Linked DNA regions of Mus musculus: all the other regions are linked to region 1. Evidence: chromatin contacts called from public ChIA-PET and promoter capture Hi-C data. All regions are on one chromosome and are shown on one strand. The core of a region is the stretch at or near the end of the contact, and the rest is flanking DNA. Distances in the headings are between cores, read along the strand shown. Region 1 holds the start of Arhgap30 (Rho GTPase activating protein 30). Region 2 holds the start of Vangl2 (VANGL planar cell polarity 2). Region 3 holds the start of Slamf6 (SLAM family member 6). Region 4 holds the start of Atf6 (activating transcription factor 6).

Region 1 (2,593 bases), core at 45-2,544:
TTGGGGTGGGGTGGAGTGGAGGGGGGCAGAATTGTGCCCCCTTTTTTTGTTAAGTTGCTCTGCGTGCTGAAAACAAGCTGGGCAGTGTAGTCGGGTCGGCACTGATCAATTTCAGAACAAATTAAGGCCTGGTTCTGAGTGGTGACTGCATGTCCTACACAGTGATGAGCTCCCAGGCCCACTGCAGAGGGAGCTCCAGACTGGGTGCACACCCCTCTTTATTGTAGTTTCCACTCCCCACTTCAAACCAGGGCTGAAGCAGTCTGGTTCACTTTTCCCGCATTCCCGGTGCAGTCTACCATCAACGGGTTTCTTCTTTGCAAGCAATTTAAAGAAGAGTGTCACTCCTCCCTGCTGCCCCCACTCCTGTGGCCCAGCAAAGGTGCAGAAGGGCTAGGTCCTTGTCCCTTGGTGCTGTTCTCCAGTTAGAATGCCTTCCTCTCCCCTCCGCAAGTTCTATCCTCAGACTCGCTGGGCCCTTTCTTACCTGTATCTCCACTTAGTGTTCCACCAACTATCCCTTCAGCCATTCTTCTGGCATCCGACCTCCATTCCCTCCACCCTGTCCCCAGTCTCCATTCTCTCATCTGATTCATCCACCTCTCCAGATTTTCCAAATCTCATCCCCCACCCCACCCCGGGACACATTCCCTCGGCATTCCCATCCTCGAGTTCTCAGCTACCCGGTCCCTAACTACCGCAGAAGGGCACCTCTCCATCTTCTTCTCTGAGCCACATTTCCTGTCTTGCCTTTGCCTAGATCTCAGGTGTGGTGATCCTGGGCCACTGCCCGTTCCCTAAGAGCTCATTCTGCCCAACGGAGAAGACAAGGTTGGCGTCTGCATGGCAATCCAGCCACCCAGCTGCCCCGTTCCAATTGACCTCCTTACCTTCCTGGCCCGAGTGCTGTAGATGCTCACGTAGGTCACACCCAAACACCCGTTCCTTAGAGCTGCCCTTCTTCTTTCCTTTCTGCCGAGACTTCATGACCAGGGCCCCCCGGGATCTCTGTCCCCCAAGACCTTTGACCTACCAGTCCCCCATGGAATCCCAGTCAGTAGTTGGGCTTGGCCCAGCCCCAGGGGGGGCAGGGCTCCAAACTGGAGGTGGAGGGTGGCCTGGGCAAGGGACAGCAGCGCTTGCCTCTGGGGGGCCCCTGGGGCCACACGGAAGTAGATATGGAAGAGGAAGCTACCAGAACCCTGGCATGAAGCTGTGTCTCGTGGCCAAGCTGAGCGCTAGCCCTTCTCGTCCTGTGCAGCTCGAGGGGGAGCAGGAAGCTGTGCAGCTCCTCAAACCCGCTTCCTGTTAGAGCATCTTTGCAACCACAGGCCTCGGGTGGGGGAGGTAGCTGGCATTCACATCCTCATCATTGCTGGGACTCCATTCATTGGTCACAGCAGAAGGTGATGTCAGAATCTCGGGGTGGAGTAAGGGTGCCTGGGGTGTGAGCAGGTGGCTGCCATTTCTAGAGACCGAAATCTCTAGGTGGGACAGAGACCCGAGGCTTTGCCTGTGAGCACGGCAGGAAAGGACCACGAAGAACATACCCAGGGTGGGGGATTCTTTGATGACCCTGCCATCTTGGTCAGGTCACATTACTTCACTGAGCCTCCAGTCGCTGTACATTTGAAAATGAGGACACAGACCAGGTGACTTTGAGTTTCAGTTTCTTTGTCTGTCAAAGGGTACACGGCTGACCACCCCACACAGCTGCTGGAAGTTTCCAGTACAGTCAGATTAGAACCACTTTAGAAACTAAGGCACTGGCTTCCCCAAAAGGAGGTTATGTCCACACGGCCCTACCTGAGGGCTCTCAGAAATGGTTACAATGTCTTTTGAAAGCCACTTGCTCCTTTCTTAGCTGTATCTGGGCCCTTTCCCTGGGAGGGAATCACATAGAGACTCAGTCCATAGCACTTGTGACTTACCCAGTTCAAGGGGCAAGACAGGAATCAGACAAAAAAAGGTTTTATCTGTTTATTTAAAAACAGAATATCATTTTATGTACAAATATACATATATTTACATGAAATATACATACTAAGACCCCAGATCCTTGGGGTCCATAAGTCCTGGGCTGCTTGGGAATGAAATGAGAGTTTCTCCTTTAGACCAGCAGATTTCAGGCCACACAAGGGTTGGATACTAAATCCCAGTATTCTGACTGCGTAAGTTTGGGCAGGCTAAAGAAAAACAAACATCTTACCCCAGGCTCCACACATACAAAGTGCCAGAGAGCCCCGGATTAATGACTCAGAAACCCCTGGGGAAGGGCCTGTTCTCACCCTCACCCACAACACCCCTTTCTCTTCACCTGAACTTCCACCTTCCCCGCGACCTACCCTCTGCCCTCAACACAACTGAACCAGGAGTCCTTGACAACAAGTCCCAACGCCGTGAAGGTACAAACCACTGTAGACACAGCGAGGACAAGATTCGAGGGGCCATGGGAGCCAAGCCCCCCCATCCCTAGTCTCTTATCCAGTGTTCAGACCTCATACCCCAGGTTCCAGACTCCTCCAGCTGTCAGCCCCCTCCCCAGAACCTCTGTGGGTGAAGGCATCCTAGGAAGAGAACTTTCCAGAACCAC
Region 2 (2,593 bases), core at 56-2,555, 640 kb before region 1:
CCATATGCGGACAAAGACAATCTGTCCTCATTTGGGGACTGGTTCGAATGTATAACAGAGATGTGCCTGAGTTTTAGGGAAGACTCCATTAGAGAAAGGAACAGAGACTGGGAGTCGCCTTCTCTGGGATTTCTTAATCACAGGGTTGGGAGGGGCAGGTATCAGAATTGGAAGGTGGAGATGGTGGGGGTGTGGAAACGTGTTCGAAGATGCTTTTGAAGCGGCACTGTTCTAGGTAAGTGGCAGGTTACAAGGTAAATAGTACTAGCAGCAATGTAATAATGTAATAATACTTTTGCTTTCATTCACTCCGAGGGCAACCTGGCCTTCCCACAGCTACTTTATGGTGGGCTCGTCCCTGTTGGGTTCCTAGGCACTTTAGCAACTCTAACTGGTTTGTTTCTTAGTGTGCTCTGAACTGGAAATGCCCTAAATGTGCCAGATATTTTATTCTAGCCTACATTCCCTGGGTCCTACCTGCAAAGCTAAATTAGCCAAAAGTTTTGGAGTTCCGCATCCACCCGGGTTTTTTTTTTTTTTTCCTCTCTCTCTAGGCTTCCTGGGAGAAGGCCCCCCTCTCCTCTGGTGCCCCAAGTCGCGGGCCCTCGTCTTCTCCCCCTCCCCCTCTCCCCTAGGGCAGGATTCCCTTTGTAATTAATCCCAACACTCAAACCAGAGGGGAGGAAAACGTGTTAATGAGTGAGCGTCCCAGTCTGACTAGGCGGTCTTCGCTCACAGCTAGAACACCGAGTAATTAAATTATTTTTGGAAGAAGGAGGGGTATGGTGTCAGGGAAATACCGTATACATGGGAGAGGGGCCTGTCTCTTGTCACTAATTAATATCAGGGATGACCCTTTTCGCAGTTCTAGGCCGGAGGGGACCAATCTTCCCCACGTCTCAGATTCCACTGGAGTTTGTGAGACCAGGTTTGTGGTTCTAAAGAAGAGAATATGGCCAACATCAGGGCCTAGGGGAAAGGTTTTCAATCGGGGGTCGAAGAAGACAGCTCCAAGAGGGGCTGCGGGCTGGACCAAAGCCAAGAGCCGAGGCAGCTTCGAGCACACCTTCCTGGCCAGGTCTGGAAGCCAGGAGCGGATTCCCAGGATCCAGAGGGCGCAGGGCATGGCCAGGCGCAGGGCTGGGGGTGCCGCGACTCGGGGAAGAGCCGGGCCGCAGACAATGGACGCAGCAGCGGGAGGGGCGGCGGCTGCGGGAACAGCCGGGAGGCGGCACCTGGGAGCTCTCTCCCCGCCCCCTGCCCCCTTCTGGTCCCCTCCCCCTCTGGTCCCCTCCCCCTCCGCCGCCGGCTCCAGATCTGATTCCTGATCCCCGATTGCTTGGTTCTGGGTCCCGCCATGGGAGCCTGAGTGCCCTGCAGTCCCCTCCGGCCCCCTGCCCCCGGGGCCTCGAGGGGGAAACAGGCGAGTGGTCTGGGACGGAGCCGGGGTGAGCGACCTCAGGAGCCCCCCTCGTCAACCCCCATCGCCCGCGCTGCCGGTTCTGGAGCGCGGAGTTCGGAAAGACCGGGTGCGCTGCGGATACAAAGGCGCGGAGCGGAGTGGGGCGTGCGCCCAGTCCACCGGGCTGTTCGCAGTGGCGGGTGAGTGGCGGGCCGCGGGGGCGCGGGCAAAGTTTGCGGAAAAAAAAAAGGAAAGAAAGAAAGAAAGCAACAGAAAAAAGAAGGAAACCATGCAAAAGACCAGGGAGCGCCCGGCCCTGGAGAAAGCAGGATGGCTTCTGGGGGAAGGGGGGCTTGAGGCACCCCCTTCCGGTCTGTCCTCCACTGCACAGCGGAGTAACCCCAACTTTGGGGAGGGGAAGGGGCGTATGGGGAAGGGGCGGAGCCCAGGCCTTAAGAGCCGGGGACTTTCCTGGGCCGGGGGGCCCAGGGCGGGCGCCTGAACGATCCCAAGGGAACCCATTGAAGCCGGGGATTGGGTAGCGTGTGTTGGAGGTGGTGGGAGAGGCCGTGGAAGGATCGGAGGCTGGAGGTATTGGAAGCTGAAGGTATGTAGGGATGCATACACACCTTTGGAGTGTGGGGAGGAAGGGGCAGGTATGTGTTTAGGGGGTAGAGTGGATCCTTGAGAGATGGCCCCGCACAGCAGTGTGTGTGTGTAGCCCAAGGATGGGACTTGCGGCGATACTGGTGAATGTGTGTTGGGGTGTGTGTGGGGAACCAACGACATCATATTTGTCCCTTGTCCTATTTACTCATCGAAGGTCCTAAGCACTGCATTAGTGAGTTTTAAAGGGTTGGTTGGGGGATCAGTATGCATGATTCTTTGTTTTGTGTGTGTATGTGTGTGTGTGTGTGTGTGTGTGTGTGTGTGTGTGTGTGCATATACGCTTTGACGTACTGCGTGTTCCTGCAGGTGGGCCCTGGGTTTGGATGTGTAGATGTTTCTCTCTCTCTCTCTCTCTCTCTCTCTCTCTCTCTCTCTCTCTCTCTCTCTGTGTGTGTGTGAGAGAGAGAGAGAGAGAGAGAGAGCTGACCACACACATCTGCTGTGTATTTGGGTATGTATTTGTGTGTATACTCAAGGGAAGGGGTGTGTGTCTGTGTGTGTATGTGCTGAGAGAGGGGCTTA
Region 3 (2,593 bases), core at 27-2,526, 530 kb before region 1:
ATTTAGTGAATGGTTTATCAAATGACTTAATGAACCTTGCTTTCTTTTTCTTTCTGTTGTCAATTTGTCTAGATAGCTCTATATCTGCAGTATGTCTTGGTTTGTGTGTGTGCATGCACACAGGTGTTTGTTACTGAAAGTTTTAGTCAAGTGATTTGTTTTTATTTTTATTGGTTTTTTTCAGCTACCTGATGACTAATAGAATTTTCAAAAGTTATTTAAATTGCCATAGTCTAAGTTACTTGTAGCTATTAATAGAATAAATTCACAAACACGTTATGGACATCTAAATGTAATGCATGTTTAATAATTAGCTCATTTTCTGGAATAAAATAAATGCTAGGCTACCTATTGGTTCTTTTTTTTTTTCTTCAATGAATTCTCTCGGGGCTAGGTCTGTGTTAGTAGCCATTGCTTGATCTCCTGTTTTAGAACACTACGCTTCAGTCCAGATAGGCACCCTCTGAGTTCTTAAAGACAGTGAGAGCTTTCCAGATAGCAGGGAGAAGAAGCAGGCTCAGTCAATCCCTTCCTAATTGCAGTGTGAAAGCGTTGGTGGGTTTTCAGTATCTGAGCGAAGAGTGAAGCTCGGGAAAGATAATGAAGCCCCCTGAAGTCGCACAGTATCACAGTAGTTAAATTGTAGATCTTTTTCCCGCTTAAACTTATTTTTGTACCACAATACGCTGGTCACGAACAGTCCTGACTTACAAAGACTCATTTTCCATATCTCAGAAAACACTTCCCTTCCCCTTGGCCCCCAGCCGAAGTGTTTGCTCTGAATCAGTCCCGTGGCAGTCTGCGGGAAGCAGTTCGCTAGGACCACGGTGAGCTTTCTAAGTCTCTGAATAGAGAACTGGGCAGTCAACCTGACCAAGAGGAGCAAGGCATTCCAAAGAAGGAACTCACTCAGTGACTCAATCAGTTTCCACAGACGTTTTTTACCTGAGCCGAGGCAGAAGACAAGTGGAAAGAGCCAGACCATCCTCTGACAGGCGGAGTCGGGTGCTGGAGCCCTTGAGACAGCCATTCTTTCATAAGCTTGTCGCTGAGACTTTCTGTTCCCCTATTGATGAGAGCTCTTCCTCTATGTTAGCAAACCTTTGGTTGTCGTGATTAACTTCACACTTGGCTTACAAGAATATCTTTTGTAAGCTAAGACTCTTAGCAGTAGGGAACGTGGAACTTGAACGGGCCATCTTCTGTAACCAGGCAAGACTTCTGGTGGAGGGACTGGGACACCAACCCAGCCACAAAAACCTTCTACTTATGATTTGTCTTGCCAGCAAGATGTGCTGGGGTAAAGGTGACACAGAAATTGTGGGAGTGGCCAATCAGTGACTGGTCCATCTTAAGACCTATGCCAGGACGGGGAGCCCACTCCTGATACTGTGTGGAGAGCCATGAAGCAGAGGCTGGATAGCCCAGAGACACAACAAACAAACAAACAAACAAACAAACAAACAAACCAACCATAGCAAAACAAATCTGCTATACTTGAGGCAGGAGCCTAGCCCAGTTGTCATCAGAGAGGCTTCACCCAGCAACTGATGGAAACAGATGCAGAGATCCAGAGTCAAACATCCTGTGGAGCTTGGGGAATCTTGCAGAAGAGGTGGAGGAAGGATTGTTGGAGACAAAGGGGTCAAGGACACCTCAAGAAAACCTACAGAATCAATTAGCCTGGGTTCATGGGGCGCTCACAGAGACTGAAGTGGCAACTAGGGACCCTGCATGGTTCTAACCTAGGTGCTATATATATATATATATATATATATATATATTATATATATAATGATTATGTAGCTTGGTCTTCTAGTAGGACTTCCAACAGTGGGATAGGGGGCTGTCTCTGACTCTTGCCTGATTTTGGGACTCTTCCTCCTATTGGGTTGCCTAGTCCTTATGAGGGGAGGTACCTAGTTTTATTGCAACTGGATATGCCTTGTTTGGTTGATATCCCTGAGAGACTTGCTCTTTTCTGGAGCGAAAAGGAAGAGAACTGGATGGAGGGGGCTGAGGGAGGTGTTGGGGGAAGTAAGGGGGGAGGGGAAAGACTGGGAGGGAGGAGAGAGGGAAACTGCTGTCAGGGATGTAATATATATGAGAGAAGAATACCTTGAAAAAGAAAGGAAATACCTTGAATGATTTTAACTTAGAAATTTTTAGAGAGACTTAAATCGTGTCCTCTCTACGCACTTGAGAAAATGTTCACCTTGTCTGTGCCATCTTCTGTAATGCTTGTCAGATCTTACTCGTTTATAATGTGGCTCAGTTGTTATTTTTTTTTGCCCCAATCCCTGTGGTTCTGACCTCGGAAGATTCGGATGCTGGAGGCTTGGTCTCCAGTATGTTGATGCAGATGTGGTGGCAACTTTGAGAAGGTCCAAGTAGAAAAGTATTAGGTCATTGATGGTGCTCTGAGAGTGGGCTGTCAGGTATGCAAATGCCTTTGAACCACCCCCACGCCTACAGATAACCCCTCATCCGTGCACCTGTCAGTAACCTCAAAGAACTAATCCGGACTTGTGAGGGCTGTTTCTTTGTTTTGTTCTCAGTCCTATATGAGGTGATTAGAGATACTTGCTCAAAT
Region 4 (2,593 bases), core at 60-2,559, 520 kb after region 1:
ACAGAGTTCCAGGACAGCCAGGGCTACACAGAGAAATCCTGTCTCGAAAAAAAAATTTTTTTTTTAAAATTTATATATATATAATTCCAACGACGAAAGGAATGTCATTTGTCGTAGGGGGACTTCAGAATCGCGAGTGTGCGTGTGTTCGTGTATGTATGCATGTATGTGCACGCGCGTGCTGCGTATTGCACATGCATGTGTGTATGTATGTGTGTATGTATGTGTGTGTATGTATATATGTATGTATGTGCGCGCGGGCGGTGCATTGCACGTGTGTATGCGGGTGTGGTCCCAGCCGGACTTCACGAATTCTGACCTGGCTTTCCTCTCACCTTGTTGCATTCCGCAATCGCAATCGGTAGTAACCGCAGCCACGAGGAGCTCGGAGGATTCTGGGAAGCATTTATGTTTGTTTGTAACCATGGGAAAAGTTCCTCTCGGTCCTAGAGGGATCCGTGTTCATTCACCGTCTGGGTTTGAATGCAGTCCCTGGCTACTGAAATCGAGTAAAACCGAAAAGTAAACAACACTAAGTAGGTTCTCGAAACTGTTGTTTCAAATTGCTCACATTTTCCAGTTGGAATCCGTGATGCATGATTCTTCTCTAAAAATATTTAGAATTTTGGATTTTAGTAATAAGAGATTGACAGCTTATTGCGAGTTTTAGAAACTCTTCTTTAGGAGGTAAGTGCGGACATGGAGAATTTATCTTATATATTTTCTTTGTTTAAATTTGTTTGAAGGTGGGTTTTCTACAAGTATTATTTGTGAGAAAGTTTACCTCGGATTCTGTCCCAGTAAAGGAGTGGTTCTAACACATGTCGGAAATTTGTATTTTTCTTTATTTACCGTGTACGTGGAAAATTTTTACAGCGATTGAAAAGCATTTATAAATACAGAATCAGGTTTACTGTCAATTTCTAATTTCGTTCTGAGATGTCTATATCGTAGTATTAAGCACAAAGAACAAGCCACTATGATCAGGAGACTTTTCAGTTTTAGTACTATCAGCGAATTTTAACAAAGCGGTAAAATCTGCGTGCTCTTCGCTCAATTTAAAAAAAAAAAGAGAGAGAGGGAGAGAGAAACAAAAAAGAACAACCACAAAACCCCACAGCGGGACAGAAAGTGCTGAAATCCTCGTAGGGAAATATTTACTCACAAGTCTATTGAGTTTGCTTATCTGCTGACGTCTCCTTAGCTTTGGATCCCAGTTCCCGCGTGCGGTGAGATAGTTTGCCTCCGCCCGGCCACCGTCCGTGTCAGCGTTCAGCTTATTTTGTCCTCCGGCCGCCGCCGTTTCAGGTTACTCACCCATCCGAGTTGTGAGGGAGAGGTGTCTGTTTCGGGGAAGCCGGCTTGTGTTGCCGGCGCCATGGAGTCGCCTTTTAGTCCGGTTCTTCCTCATGGACCAGATGAAGACTGGGGTGAGTGGATCTGCGAATGTACCCGAGCTAGGTCGGGCCGCGTCTGCGGGTTTTTTTCTCCTCCCGATTTCCGCCCGGTGGCGGTGACAGGTGTGGACGACCCGTGTCCGGGGAGCGAGGCCACGGGTTGAGGGTCGTAGAAGAGGCTGGCAGAGCCTCTGGGCTTCTGTCCTGGCCGTAGCAATAATGGAATGATGTTCTAATTGAAATTGCTGTAGTTTTTCAGCGTGTGTTCCTGGTGGAAATTCCAGGTGATCGTGAGGGACCAGAACTTAGTAGGATGATGATTGTAGCTGCCCCAAAGGCTCCAAGCTATTTTCTCAGACTGTGGGCGTGTGGCTGGGGAGCGCTGAGTGTGTGTGTGTGTATGTGTGTGTGTGAGTGTGTGTGTGTGTGTGTGTGTGCGCGCGCGCGCACTGAACGTGTACGAGATATGTTGAGAAAACTTGGTTAAAATACAGAAGAAAATCCTTGGCTCCCAGCTTGAACTGTTGGTTTAAGACATAGATCCAAATTGGCAAAGAAGAAACTCTCCCAAGCACCTGACCTCGTGTCCCTGATTACTAGATCTAACACAAACTGATGTAATCCTGACTGCTGTCCAAACACAGCTCTGAAATCTCTTGTTAAGTCTATTTTTAGTGTTCAGGAAGGATGGACCAGAGAATGACAAGGAACAAGCTTTGGCATCCAAATCCTTAGAGAAAGCTGATAGTCCCTTCTCGATTTCAAGACAGAATGTTAACAGGATTATGTGTGTTAATATGTGAATGGAGTTCTGTAGGTGGCTCAATGGATCCTGTAGTGAGACTACATTGTCCTTCAGTTTTGGGGACACTTTTTTTTCATGGACTAACATTCCACTATAACATGAGTGGGCCCTCAACTAGGAAGTGTTGGAATCCTAGTTTAATTTAACAGTGGCAGATGCTCTCTACAATTACAATCTATAAAAGGTTTATTTTAATCTTTGGGCCGATTTTGACAACTTTCTGGAAAAAAAAAACCTTTAAATGTTCATTCTCCAGTTCATTTCCCCAGCTAAATGCTTTTGTTATAGTAACAGCAGTCACTTGTTTAGGACTTTATTTTGCTAAGCACACTACATGTGTTATTTATGTTATGTTCATAACAGTCCAATGAGGTCCCGCCATCCTATAGAT

What was found. Promoter capture Hi-C pulls out the DNA fragments that hold promoters and counts their contacts. ChIA-PET counts read pairs in DNA pulled down with a chosen protein or histone mark.
Region 2: a contact with region 1 is called in a promoter capture Hi-C map of pre-B cells, with 5 times the contacts expected there. The contact joins the promoter of Vangl2 here to the promoter of Arhgap30 in region 1. A contact is called at or near these places in 3 of 39 promoter capture datasets (hippocampal neurons, liver and pre-B cells) and 1 of 115 datasets of contacts at active chromatin or transcription factors (forebrain).
Region 3: an RNA polymerase II ChIA-PET map of memory CD8 T cells shows a contact between it and region 1, with 87 read pairs. The contact joins the promoter of Slamf6 here to the promoter of Arhgap30 in region 1. A contact is called at or near these places in 2 of 39 promoter capture datasets (hippocampal neurons and pre-B cells) and 1 of 115 datasets of contacts at active chromatin or transcription factors (memory CD8 T cells).
Region 4: a promoter capture Hi-C map of hematopoietic stem and progenitor cells shows a contact between it and region 1. The contact joins the promoter of Atf6 here to the promoter of Arhgap30 in region 1. A contact is called at or near these places in 10 of 39 promoter capture datasets (the C10 cell line, the HPC-7 cell line, cranial neural crest and 5 more), 1 of 484 Hi-C or Micro-C datasets (B cells) and 2 of 115 datasets of contacts at active chromatin or transcription factors (the SCID.adh cell line and memory CD8 T cells).

Annotation. Positions count from the first base shown.
Region 1 is chr1:171,387,661-171,390,253 of GRCm38.p6, reverse strand. Arhgap30 (Rho GTPase activating protein 30) reads right to left here and starts at 1,294. Exons shown (of 12, transcript NM_001005508.2): 1 at 891-1,294. The coding sequence starts at 987. Nectin4 (nectin cell adhesion molecule 4) reads right to left here. Exons shown (of 9, transcript NM_027893.3): 9 at 1,967-2,593.
Region 2 is chr1:172,026,007-172,028,599 of GRCm38.p6, reverse strand. It overlaps Vangl2 (VANGL planar cell polarity 2), which reads left to right and starts at 1,305. Exons shown (of 8, transcript NM_033509.4): 1 at 1,305-1,602.
Region 3 is chr1:171,916,145-171,918,737 of GRCm38.p6, reverse strand. It overlaps Slamf6 (SLAM family member 6), which reads right to left and starts at 1,276. Exons shown (of 9, transcript NM_001347186.1): 1 at 946-1,276. The coding sequence starts at 1,030. All of the region lies in intron 1 of Gm37065 (predicted gene, 37065), which reads left to right.
Region 4 is chr1:170,866,487-170,869,079 of GRCm38.p6, reverse strand. It overlaps Atf6 (activating transcription factor 6), which reads left to right and starts at 1,309. Exons shown (of 16, transcript NM_001081304.1): 1 at 1,309-1,430. The coding sequence starts at 1,379. Gm9929 (a long non-coding RNA gene) reads right to left here and starts at 1,250. Exons shown (of 2, transcript XR_003948181.1): 1 at 1,166-1,250; 2 at 1-499.